Regions from separate parts of the Mus musculus genome. Here all the other regions are linked to region 1. The links are chromatin contacts, called in public Hi-C and HiChIP or PLAC-seq maps. All regions are on one chromosome and are shown on one strand. Each heading gives the region's core, a stretch centred on a gene start, on an enhancer-like site or on the middle of the called end of the contact. The rest is flanking DNA. Distances are from core to core; before and after follow the strand shown. Region 1 holds the start of Gipc1 (GIPC PDZ domain containing family, member 1). Region 2 holds the start of Tnpo2 (transportin 2 (importin 3, karyopherin beta 2b)). Region 3 holds the start of Klf1 (Kruppel-like factor 1 (erythroid)). Region 4 holds the start of Ier2 (immediate early response 2).

Evidence for each region. Hi-C and Micro-C count contacts between places; a contact is called where the count stands out from the background. HiChIP or PLAC-seq counts read pairs in DNA pulled down with a chosen protein or histone mark.
Region 2: an H3K27ac HiChIP or PLAC-seq map of bone marrow-derived dendritic cells shows a contact between it and region 1, with 7 times the contacts expected there. The contact joins the promoter of Tnpo2 here to the promoter of Gipc1 in region 1. A contact is called at or near these places in 2 of 39 promoter capture datasets (hippocampal neurons and liver) and 2 of 115 datasets of contacts at active chromatin or transcription factors (astrocytes and bone marrow-derived dendritic cells).
Region 3: a contact with region 1 is called in a Hi-C map of muscle stem cells, with 6 times the contacts expected there. The contact joins the promoter of Klf1 here to the promoter of Gipc1 in region 1. A contact is called at or near these places in 2 of 39 promoter capture datasets (embryonic stem cells and pre-B cells), 2 of 484 Hi-C or Micro-C datasets (B cells and muscle stem cells) and 1 of 9 other capture datasets (liver).
Region 4: a contact with region 1 is called in an HNF4G HiChIP or PLAC-seq map of pancreatic cancer cells. The contact joins the promoter of Ier2 here to the promoter of Gipc1 in region 1. A contact is called at or near these places in 1 of 484 Hi-C or Micro-C datasets (B cells), 3 of 115 datasets of contacts at active chromatin or transcription factors (double positive thymocytes, pancreatic cancer cells and thymic regulatory T cells) and 1 of 9 other capture datasets (macrophages).

Annotation. Positions count from the first base shown.
Region 1 is chr8:83,651,298-83,653,979 of GRCm38.p6, forward strand. Gipc1 (GIPC PDZ domain containing family, member 1) reads left to right here and starts at 1,381. Exons shown (of 7, transcript NM_018771.3): 1 at 1,381-1,440.
Region 2 is chr8:85,035,507-85,038,188 of GRCm38.p6, forward strand. Tnpo2 (transportin 2 (importin 3, karyopherin beta 2b)) reads left to right here and starts at 1,387. Exons shown (of 25, transcript NM_001364032.1): 1 at 1,387-1,471.
Region 3 is chr8:84,900,600-84,903,281 of GRCm38.p6, forward strand. Klf1 (Kruppel-like factor 1 (erythroid)) reads left to right here and starts at 1,383. Exons shown (of 3, transcript NM_010635.3): 1 at 1,383-1,516; 2 at 2,090-2,682. The coding sequence starts at 1,430.
Region 4 is chr8:84,661,489-84,664,170 of GRCm38.p6, forward strand. It overlaps Ier2 (immediate early response 2), which reads right to left and starts at 1,364. Exons shown (of 1, transcript NM_010499.4): 1 at 1-1,364. The coding sequence starts at 1,263. The coding sequence ends at 598.

The DNA of each region.
Region 1 (2,682 bases), core at 131-2,630:
GATGGAACTGTTTTGGAAGGCTTAAGGAGGTGTGTCCTTGTTGGAGAAAGTATGTCACTGGCTTTGAGGTTTCAAAGATTCAAGTAATTTCCAGTCTCTCCTCTCTCTCTCTCTCTCTCTCTCCTCCCTCCCTCTCTCTCTGTTCCTCCCTCTTTCTCCCTCCCTTCTCTCTTCCTCACTCTCTGCGTGTGTATGTGTGTGTGTGGGGGGTTAAAAGGTAAGAAAGTGGGGGCTGGAGAGATGGCTCAGCAGTTAAGAGCACTGACTGCTTTTCTGAAGGTTCTGAGTTCAAATCCCAGCAACCACATGGTGGCTCACAACCGTCTGTAATGACATCTGATGCCCTCTTCTGAAGACAGCAACAGTGCGCTTAGATATAATAATAAATATAATATAAATCTTTTTTTAAAAAAAAGGTAAGAAAGTGGATGACAAAGTGTACGCACAGTAAACTCAGAGTTAGATGGAGATAAACTCATAAAAGGGAAGCAGGAGAAGTGACTTGAAGGTAGATTGTCAGCCTAGCATCCACCAGTAACAGTGCCTCAACCTTGAGCACTTGACCCAATAGCTGATCCTCCAAGAGGAGGAGGAACTGGGCCTACGTTCAACCTTAGAGCACCTAGAAGAACGAAGGAGAAGGGGGAGAAAGAGTCCATTGTCCCTGAGGGTAGAAGCCTGGACTGGTTGGTCACTAGCTTCGATTCCGTACAGTAGGTGCTCAATTGACAAGTCGAGTGTTCTACTGTTCTGATACGTTCCATAGAGTCTTACACAATTTTGCTTGCGAAGTGCTCTGCAGCTCTCTGTGCAGCTTCGGAGCCTTTGCACACCCTGTATCTAACATTGTGTATACTCCATCCTTGTGTCTATAGAGACAGGACCGAGCCTGGTACCAGGCAGGGGCACTTAAATATTGAAAGACTGAATGAATGCGCGATCGCCTTTGTCTATTGTGTAGAGTGGAAGAAGCGGAGACACGCGGGACCCTCCCTATTCACTGTGGTCCACCCTCTGGAATCAAAGCATCTTTCTGGGAGGGAAGAGGGGCTTGGGGCTGCCCTCCAGCCTCTCGCTGACCTCTCAAAAACCGCGCTTTCCTGGATACAGAACTCAGTCCTCCAAACCCGGTCATCTGACTCTCGCTGCCAGCTCCCCCGCCGTCTCCCAACCCTTGCAGCCTCACAATGGTTCAGCCCTTCCCTATTTAGAGCGAGTAAGGTTGGACCACTGCTCGCACAATGGGGGGAGCCCGAGGCGCGGCGGAGGGATCCCTCTGGAGCGTTCCGACGGGAGGCGCCCATTGGTCGCGAGTGCACACGGCCGTCGCTGATTAGTCCGCCCGGGACGCCGGCCCCGCCCAAGTCCCGGAGGCCCAGGGAGAAGCCGGGCGGAGTTTCGAGAGGACCGAGCAGGGCGCGCGCGGTGGCGGCGGCGCAGGTGAGTGTCCCCCGCCCGGGGGGCGGCCTCCAGGGCGTGGAGCCGTGGCGGTGGGGTGGAGCTGGCCGCGTCGGGACCCCAAACACGGACCCCTCCCCGCTGGCCGGGCCTCCCGTCCGCCTCTGCTCTCTGCTCCCAGGACGCTCCCTGTTGGTGGTGGGTCAGTGTTCCCGACCCTTCCCAGGCCTCTTCCCAAAGCTGGCTGGGGGGAACACCGAGACCCAGGTCGGGATAACAGTAACAACCGCAGCACTAGTTTAATGACTCCCCCTCGCAAGCCCGGATCGGTGTTTCCTCGTCCGGCGCTTATGCTGCACAGCTCAGTTGAATCAAAACACCCTCCTGGGAGGGGTTATTAACTTGTTTTAGAAGTGAGGCACTAGTGCCAGAGAGGTGGAGTAACTTACTCAAGGTCACACAGCTAGTAAATGACCCATGGGGCTTAGGGACCCGTATCCTTTGAGTCCAGAAACTAGTCCCAGAGATCAGCCCCTAGACTCACGCCCACCGCCACCCCCATATTCACTTCGGAGCCGCACCTGCTGGGTTTTGCTTTCCTCTCCTCGCCCACGGGTCACTAGACAGCTTCCAGGTTGCCCTCGTGTCCCTTCTCTGAGCTGGAGAGGCAAGGCCCAAATACCATGGGTCGTTTAACCCCATTTCCTTTCCACCTACCCTGTCCACTCTCCACTGTTAAAGGGATGACTGGAAGTATAGAGACTTGGTGTCTGGGGAGCGCGGGGGCTACAGGCGGCCAAGACCGGTCAAGCTGTGCATTCACGCCCCTCAGCCCCCGCCCCGGAAACACTGGAGAGATGAAACCTTCAGGATCCGGTTTTTCAAGAATGAATCAGAAGCTCCTGCCTTCCTCCCCGAAGCAATGCTGTGCCCGGGGTTAGGAGGGAGGGACGACCGGGGCAGGTGTGGTGTCCCCTAAGCCAGGCGTTATCTGAGCCCCTGGAACAACCCGTTTCCTGCTCCCCCCACTTGGCTTTTCTGTGACTGCGGGGGTTGCAGAGTTTCAGGCCCTTTTTGGGATGAGAGTGCTGGACTCCGGAAATCCATCCAACCCACTTCCCTTCAGCTCCTTGCAGACAGACTGGAGAGACGCACACACTTAGCTCTCTAGCAGTCATGTTGTGGGGGTTTGAACCACAGGCAGTCGGGGATGTAAGACATTCATTCTACAATTCAGCCCTTGTGGAACCCGACCGAGGTTTCACACGCTAGGCAGGTGCCCTA
Region 2 (2,682 bases), core at 137-2,636, 1.4 Mb after region 1:
TCTTGCCTAAATTGCTCTGGGCAATCCTCATCTCACTTTTAAGGTAGGTTAAGGGATTAGGTCTTCTGATCGAATTTAGCTGCCTTGTTTTATTTTAGAAGTTATTGCCAGGGGCTGAATAAGATGACTCAGCGATTAAGTGCACTTGTTGCTTTGCTACAGGACCCTGGTTTTGAGTGCCAGCAATCGTATATGGCAGCTCACAACTGTCTTGTAGCTCTAGTTCCAGGAGATTCAACACCTGACTGTCTCGTCAGAAACGTGATGCAGACATAAATGCAGGCAAAACAAACATAAATCCGGTGGCGCATGCCTTGAATCCCAGCACTTGGGAGGCAGAGGCTGGCGGATTCTCAGTTCGAGGACAGCCTGGACTACAGATTGAGTTCCAGGACAGCCAGAGCTACACAGAGAAACCCTGTCACGAAAAACAGAACAAAAAATGGCCACGTGTTATTTTTCAGTCCCATGTAAAAAGTGTTTAAACAGCATTGAACAATAACAGGACAGTTGCTCTAGTAAAATCCAGCACCGCCAGCTGCCTGCCCTGCTCTTTACGTCGGTGTAGTGCTGTTTAGGGGAGCGAAAGAGAAAGTTACATTTTAACCCCCTCCCCCAGTTTCTCTGTGTAGCCTTGGCTGTCCTGGAACCAGTTCCATAGATCAGGGAGTGCTGGGGTTAAAGGGGTGCGCCGCCACTGCCCGGCTTCATTTTAACTTATTTTTGATCAAAGGGTTTTGTGATGTAGCTTTCCTGGCACCAGAGGGGTCTACTGTTGCCTTATTCCCTATCCCTGCCCTCCCTCCCTCCCAATCCAGTTCTGAGGCACGCCGGACTGCGGAACAGTTTAAATTTTAGGGAGTTGTAGTAAGGACACGGTTAGCTGTAGTTGAAGGATTCCTAGGTCCATTACACACCGAAAACACCCATGCACTACTAAATTTCTAGCTCCAGCAAAATCTGCAACTCAGTGGGGCTGGGGCCAGTTAAGAGTACTGTGGGCTCTCGTAGAGGACCCAGGTTTGATTTCAGCATCCACATGGCTCACCACCACCAGCTTCACAGGCATCCAATGCAATCTTCTGATCCCCACGGCACTGCGCGCACATGGTTCAGACAAAAATACCAATATACGTTAAAGAAGAAAGAAGAAAGCTGCAGTAAGGAAAAGGAAACGAGACGCTGGGAGGACCTAATGGCAAGAGAGGCCTAGAGGCGGTACTTATTCTCTCACGTGACTCAACTTGGCCAGGGCCACTCTGTGCCAGATCACGTGTGAGTGCTTCGCTCTCCGATTGGCTTTGGTAGGCCAGTTTGAACGGCGTACGGAAGCCGAAATTGTTCATTTCGGCCGCGTTTAATTTTTTTTTTTTTTTTTTTTTTTTAATTCCCTGCCTCTGGCTCCCTCCTTCCGCGCGAGCCTCTGGAGAAGCTGCAGCACTTAGGCGCCGCCGCTGCCTCCCGGGGCCTGGTAGGTGGGCCTCGCTCGGCCGGGGCCCCTTGGCTTCAGCTCGCCTCGAACCTCCCTGGGTTCTGGGCCTGCGCCGCGCGCCGCCCAGGCGTCGGGGTCGCGCCCGGCTGAGAGGCGGGGTACCGGGTTGGGCCAGCTCTCGAGGCCGGCAGAACGGGCCGGGCGGGGGAGGGGGAGCTGATCTGATCTCAAGGGGTGGGGCCTCGGCGCCCGGGCAGGTTCGGGTGCCACGAGATGCGGGCCAGTGGGGCGGCTGGGGTCGGGCTGGAGGGGCGCTGATTGGGGGAATCGTCGGGGGACGTCGCGTGGATCGGGTGTGTGTGGGGATCTGTTTCGGCGGGGCTTGGTTGGGTCTGATTCGGGGGAGACAGCCTTGAAAGTTGAGAGGGGAAGGTTGTTTAGTCCTAATAGGGAGGGGCGTCAGACTTGAGACCAGAGGGCTTTGCTGAGTCTGGCTGCGAGGCGGTGGTGGGATCCGTTGAGGGTAGCGCACCGGGCGGGTGTTTGTGCGGGACTCTGTAAGGGAAGCTGCAGGGATTGGACGGATGGGGTCTCCGACGTGAAGTGATCGGGGGTGAGGGGGTGGGAGGGGGCTTAGGGGAATTTGATTGGGGGAGCTGCCAGAGGTCCGTCAGCATTAATTCCTGCTGACTGGGGCGGAGGGTAAGAGCTAGAGAAGCTTGGCCAGATCTGATTGGGGGCAGGCAGCGGGCATTGGGGGCTTTGGTCGTGGGTTGGGTGATTCTGACTGGCTCTCATTCAAAGAGACATTGGAAACCTATCGGGTATTGCTTGTATTCTGGTTAAGGAGGGTCACAGGGCCGCGTCTAGGTCAGAAAGGGGGCCATGTGGCGTCTACTGAGCTTGTAGAGCCGGTTTAGAAGAGGGAGCAGGGATGAGCAAGATCTGGGCGCTTAGGGACCTAGAGGAGCTCAGAAATCTAGGAGGCGGCTGGCATCTAGTGGAGCTGGAAGGCTGGATTTTGGGGAAGGGAATCCTCGTGGACTGAGCCTTCACCTGAAAGACCGCTGGGGCGGGGCCCCTCGCCCTGGAGGGAGGCGGAAGCCGTGAGGCCCGTAACCGGGGGCGGCGGTGGCGTGGATCGCTTTGGAAAGAGGGTTCCTCGTTAGGCTCGATGTGGATCCGTCGCGCCCCCGCCGCTGGTCCTGATGGCCCGCTTTTATATTCCCCCCACTCGCACTCCCGAGCCC
Region 3 (2,682 bases), core at 133-2,632, 1.2 Mb after region 1:
GTCTTTATGCTTTTCTTTTAAAGTTAATACGGTGCAAGCACTCCATGAAGCTAAGTCCCCAGCACTGTTTTACCCTTGTTGTCGTCTTTCGAGACAAAGACTATGTAGCCCTGGTTGTCCTGGAACTTATTATGTAGACCAAACAGACCTTTCAAATTCATAGAGATCCACCAGCCTCTGCTTTCCAAGTGCTGGGATTAAAGGCATCACTACCATGCCTGACTAGGTACCATTTTCTATAATGGATCTGATGTCCCCTATGGACACCGAGCAATGATGGTGTATGTGTGATATTATTGTACCCGTGACACCCCATTTCCCTACCCTGACTCATAGGGCACCAGAATAGAAGTATGGGAATAGCAGGCCATCTATCATGGGGTCCCGCACACAATGAGCCGTTAGGCAGAGTCAGGGCTGAGCTCTTCTGAACGGCATACTAGCTGCAGCTCCATCTATGGGTCCTAGCCCACCACACTGTAAACTTCCTAGCCATCCCCTTCAGCTCCATGCAGTAGCCAGTGAGGGTCCTCAGAGCCCCAGAGTGGGCTGATTTGAGGGGACTCCTTTTGCTAAACAGCTCAGACCTCAACACAACAGAGCAATTCAAAGCTAAAATAATTTGTGGCACCAACCCCCAGCTCTTCTGCTCAAGGAGGAACAGAGCTATGGTTGTTCTGGGCCCCCTACCTGATAGCGGCCTGAAACATCTGGTGTGTCTGATAATGCCTGAAAGGGAGCCGGTGCCAAGGCCCGCCACTAGCACCGTTGCTGCTGTTGTCTGGGAGAGTAAGGACTGCAGTGGTCTCCATGGGGGTCAAAGGGTCCCAAAGACCTTTCCCAAGAAATCTATCCTTCCTGGTCCACTCCTTGGAGAGAGACTTGAAACCAAACCAGAGGGGTCTTCTCAGTCCTGTGGGAGGTGGGGTGGGGGTGGGGAGCAGCGACCAGGACTTTTCTTTACCCAACCTGAATCCTAAAACTTTGAAGCCCCTATTCCTTGACATCTGATTGACTTTACATACAGGGTTGGTTTTCAGGGACCAGTTTGAAAACAGGCCAGGGTGAGGTCTATTCCTTGAAAGTGACACATCACAACTTTAATCCCAGCACTCAGGAGACAGAGGTAGGCAGATGTCTGTGAGTTCTAGGCCAGCCTGGTCTACATAAGCCAGTCCAGGACAGCCAGGGCTCAGTTACACAGAGAAACCCTGTTTCGAAAACCTTAAAAAAAAAAAAAAAGAAGCACACCACACACATATCGCACACACCCCTCCTTTGCCGTTTTGCTTTGCCTGGGTCTTATCAGGGAAGACAGCCAATCAGATGTGGGCAGACAGGAGCCCTCCAAGAAACTTTCCTAGCCTCATAGCCCATGAGGCAGAAGAGAGAGAGGAGGCCTGAGGTCCAGGGTGGACACCAGCCAGCCATGGCCTCAGCTGAGACTGTCTTACCCTCCATCAGTACACTCACCACCCTGGGACAGTTCCTGGACACCCAGGAGGACTTCCTCAAGGTGGGGCCAGTGTGAGTGTGTGGGAGGGGGCAGGTGGTCTTGCATAGGGCATAGTGCTTAGGGGTGGGGCGTCTATCTTACTTTAATATCCTCTGCTCTGTTTTTTGGGGGTGGAGGAGTGGGAGAGCCTCTGAGCCTTGTTTGGGGGAGATGTTCTAGGGGTCTGAGATCAAGGTGAGGCCTATTTCTCCAACAGGAAGCAGAATTCTAAGCTCTATATCTTAAGAGACTAGGCTCATAGAGACAAAGGTCCAGATAAAGGTGTCCTGGGATTTCCAGGCTTTGAGCTGTAATTTTCTGGGCTATGTGAAGACAGGGAAAGGCTAGGGAAAACGGAGTCGAAGCTGTCCCCTTTGACTCAGAACTCTGCAACCCCTTCTCCCATCCTGAATACTATTCTTGGTAAGTGTCTTAGCTGTCTCTAGCAAGACCTAATGGAGTTGTCTGGAGCTGAGAAAGGGGTTAGGGGAACCGTGTGGGTAAATGACAGGCACCAACGGTGTTTCCAGCCAGGGTTGTTTGAGGGCCAGGTACCCAGTGCCTACCATTCAAGCAGTACGCTCCCTCCCGCAGTGGTGGCGGTCTGAGGAGACGCAGGATTTGGGGCCGGGGCCCCCGAATCCCACGGGGCCGTCCCATCACGTGAGTCTGAAATCGGAGGACCCTTCCGGAGAGGACGATGAGAGGGACGTGACCTGTGCGTGGGACCCGGATCTTTTCCTTACAAACTTTCCAGGTTCCGAGTCTCCCGGCACTTCCCGGACCTGTGCCCTGGCGCCCAGCGTGGGGCCAGTGGCACAGTTCGAGCCGCCTGAGTCTCTGGGCGCCTATGCGGGTGGCCCAGGGTTGGTGACTGGGCCTTTGGGCTCCGAGGAGCACACAAGCTGGGCGCACCCGACTCCGAGACCCCCAGCCCCTGAACCCTTCGTGGCCCCTGCCCTGGCCCCGGGACTCGCTCCCAAGGCTCAGCCCTCGTACTCCGACTCGCGAGCGGGCTCCGTAGGGGGCTTCTTCCCGCGGGCGGGGCTTGCGGTGCCCGCAGCTCCAGGCGCCCCCTATGGGCTGCTGTCGGGATACCCCGCGCTGTACCCCGCGCCACAGTACCAAGGCCACTTCCAGCTCTTTCGCGGGCTCGCGGCGCCTTCTGCTGGTCCCACGGCGCCCCC
Region 4 (2,682 bases), core at 114-2,613, 1.0 Mb after region 1:
CAGCAACTACGACCAGCGGCCCACCCGTCCCGCGGTGGTCCACGCCAGGCGATCATCTAGGTTGACCAGTCCCGGGGTCTCCAGCCACTTCAACTCTGATCGCAGATTTGATTGGTTCAGTTCAGGCTCACCCACAGCAGCCTGTGGGGGCGAGGTGACTCAAGTCACTTCCCAGTCCCTAGGGCGGGTCCACACCCTGGCCTCCTCCCAGGCCCCACACCCACGCAAGGCAACAGGAAGCACCCGCGTCTGTCCCATGACGCAACTCTGACCGCTTGCACAAGCGTGCCCACTTGTAGGGGCCGAAACGCGAATGGTAGTGAAACGGCCTTGAAAGGGCAGCCTGGCCCCTAGAGAGTTCGACCCTGAGATTCAAGATCTAGGTGTCCCTTCTCCAAGCCAAGGAAGGGACAGTCCTTTAATAGCACCTATGGACGCACGTCTGGGAGAAGGCGCCCGCGCCCCTCGCTCCTCAGTCCTTCCCCTGGCCTCTCGGCAGCTCGGGCCGCGGCTCTTCTTCACGGCCCCCGCCGGCCTTCGCCTCGGGTGTGCGTTCTCCGCTCCGGTGGCGCCGCTCGAAAGAAGCCACCAGAGCTCTCAGAAGGCCACCACAGCTCGCACCAGCACGTTGAGCATATTGTCGGCCGGGCGGCAGGCTGGCTTGGCCTCGCACGTGGGGGGCGTCGGCGGGGGCACGGCGGGTCCACAGTTCAGGAGACTGGAGAAGCGCCTTTGGAGGACGCGGGCGAGGTTAGGGAAGGCACCTTCGCTTTGTGCCGGAGGAAGCTGCAGGCGATCGGGAACCTCCGACGTCGCCTCCCCCTCCACCTCTTCTAGACGGGCCTTCTTGCTTGGTACCAGTCCGGCATCACTACCGTCGCTCAAATCGCTGCTGCTCCGGCGCTTGCGGCTGACTCTAGCGGGGGGCGGGTCACAGAGCGCAGGGGTCTCCTGGACTCGCAGCACTTCCTCTTGCGTATCCATGGGCTCCGGAGGCTGCACGGCTTCGGGGGACGCTACTTCCACTGCAACTTCGGCTTCCCGCGGCGGGTGCAGGCGAGGGTCAAGAGCCCTGCGGGATGGCGGGAACTCGGGCTGGTGGGCTTCTACCTTGGCTGAGAGGTAGACCTCTCGAGCGCTGCGCATAACGAGGGACAGCTGCAGACTCCGGTGGAGTCGCAAGCCACCTCGCTGCATGCGAGAGTGGTACATCTTCCATACCGACAGAGTCATGATGCGCTGCGCTTCTTTCTGTACTTCCATGCTTGTTCGACGAGAGTAGTTAAGTCGAGAATGGGTTAAGACGGGCGGTGCAGCCCAGACGACAAGCTTACAGCAGCAGGTACTCTGCTAGACGTTCGGGCGAGGGCAGCAAGCCGGAGCCTTTTAATATACTGAGAGTGACGTCACTGCAACACCACGCCCAACCAGAGGGCCTCATCCGGGCTTTCCACAGTGGCTAGCGAGTCCTTAAAGCAATAGGGATAAATTTACGCCTCGAAGGAAAAAGGACTTAACTACTGCAAGGAAGAACTTCCCCACTGCACCTTAAGACACTAGGTTCTGGGTTCTCAGAGTCACCAACGGGCCAGAGGATGAGGCCCACCAACGAGACGGATAGTGGGCGGTAATCTGACTGCAGTGGGGAAAACCCGGGACCGGGGTACATTCCCCGAGGGCACCGTTCATCTTGCCTACCAGCCTGCTAATTAATATTTTTTGAACAGTAAAAACGCTGCTACTTATTAAGCAGTTACTACACGCCAGTTACTACAGTGTTGAACTTTCTCTTTTTATTCAATGTCTCTGATCTCTCACCTCCACTCCATAGAAGATACAGTTTTCCAGGTGAGAAATAGGCAGCCACCTGACCAATATTTACTAAACGAATGATTATATGATTATACTATGGCGAAAGGATCAACTAAAGCCTGCAGCCCTTCTATCTCCACCTTTCTGGACATGGGTGGAAAGTGGGCACGGACACTGTACCCCGTAACCACAGATATCCACCACCTCACGACTGCTCTTTACTTTCAGCGTTAAAGATCTCCCAGTTTTCCGCAACCCAGTGGCATGGAAGTCCCAATGTCCATAGGGCCTGCGATCTTCCCTTGTCAATAGAGCAGTTTTCTGCCTTCATGCCCTCGTGAACGGAATTACTCCAAGAAAGACAGATATCTGGGTCGAGATGGCACAGTGGGTGGAGCCACTTGTTGCCAAGCCTAACGAACTCAGTTCGATTCCCGGTCCCACCGGTCCCACGCCGTACAAGAGAACAGACTTCTATACGATGTCTCACACACACACACACACACACACACACACACACACACACACACACACACACACACACACACACACACAGTAACAAAGAAAAGAAAAAAAGAAGTCGGTTCCACTTTGCATCACTTCCCAAGAAAAACTTGCTTCTAGTTGCAGAAGGGAGAAAAATTCAAATAACCCCTTTCATTTGCTGTGCAGGCCCTTTAAGAAACACCCCCTGCCAGCGGGCAGACTTCCCGCCACTGCAGCCGGCCGACTTCCCTGGCTAAATTTGGATGTAATGACGTAGGTTGGCGCCGCGAACCACTTCCGGATGCCCATATAAGAACAAGGGCAGCCGGTCTTAGCCCGAGGAGAGGGCTTCCGGGGCGGGGCCCCTTCCATCGGCGAGCACGC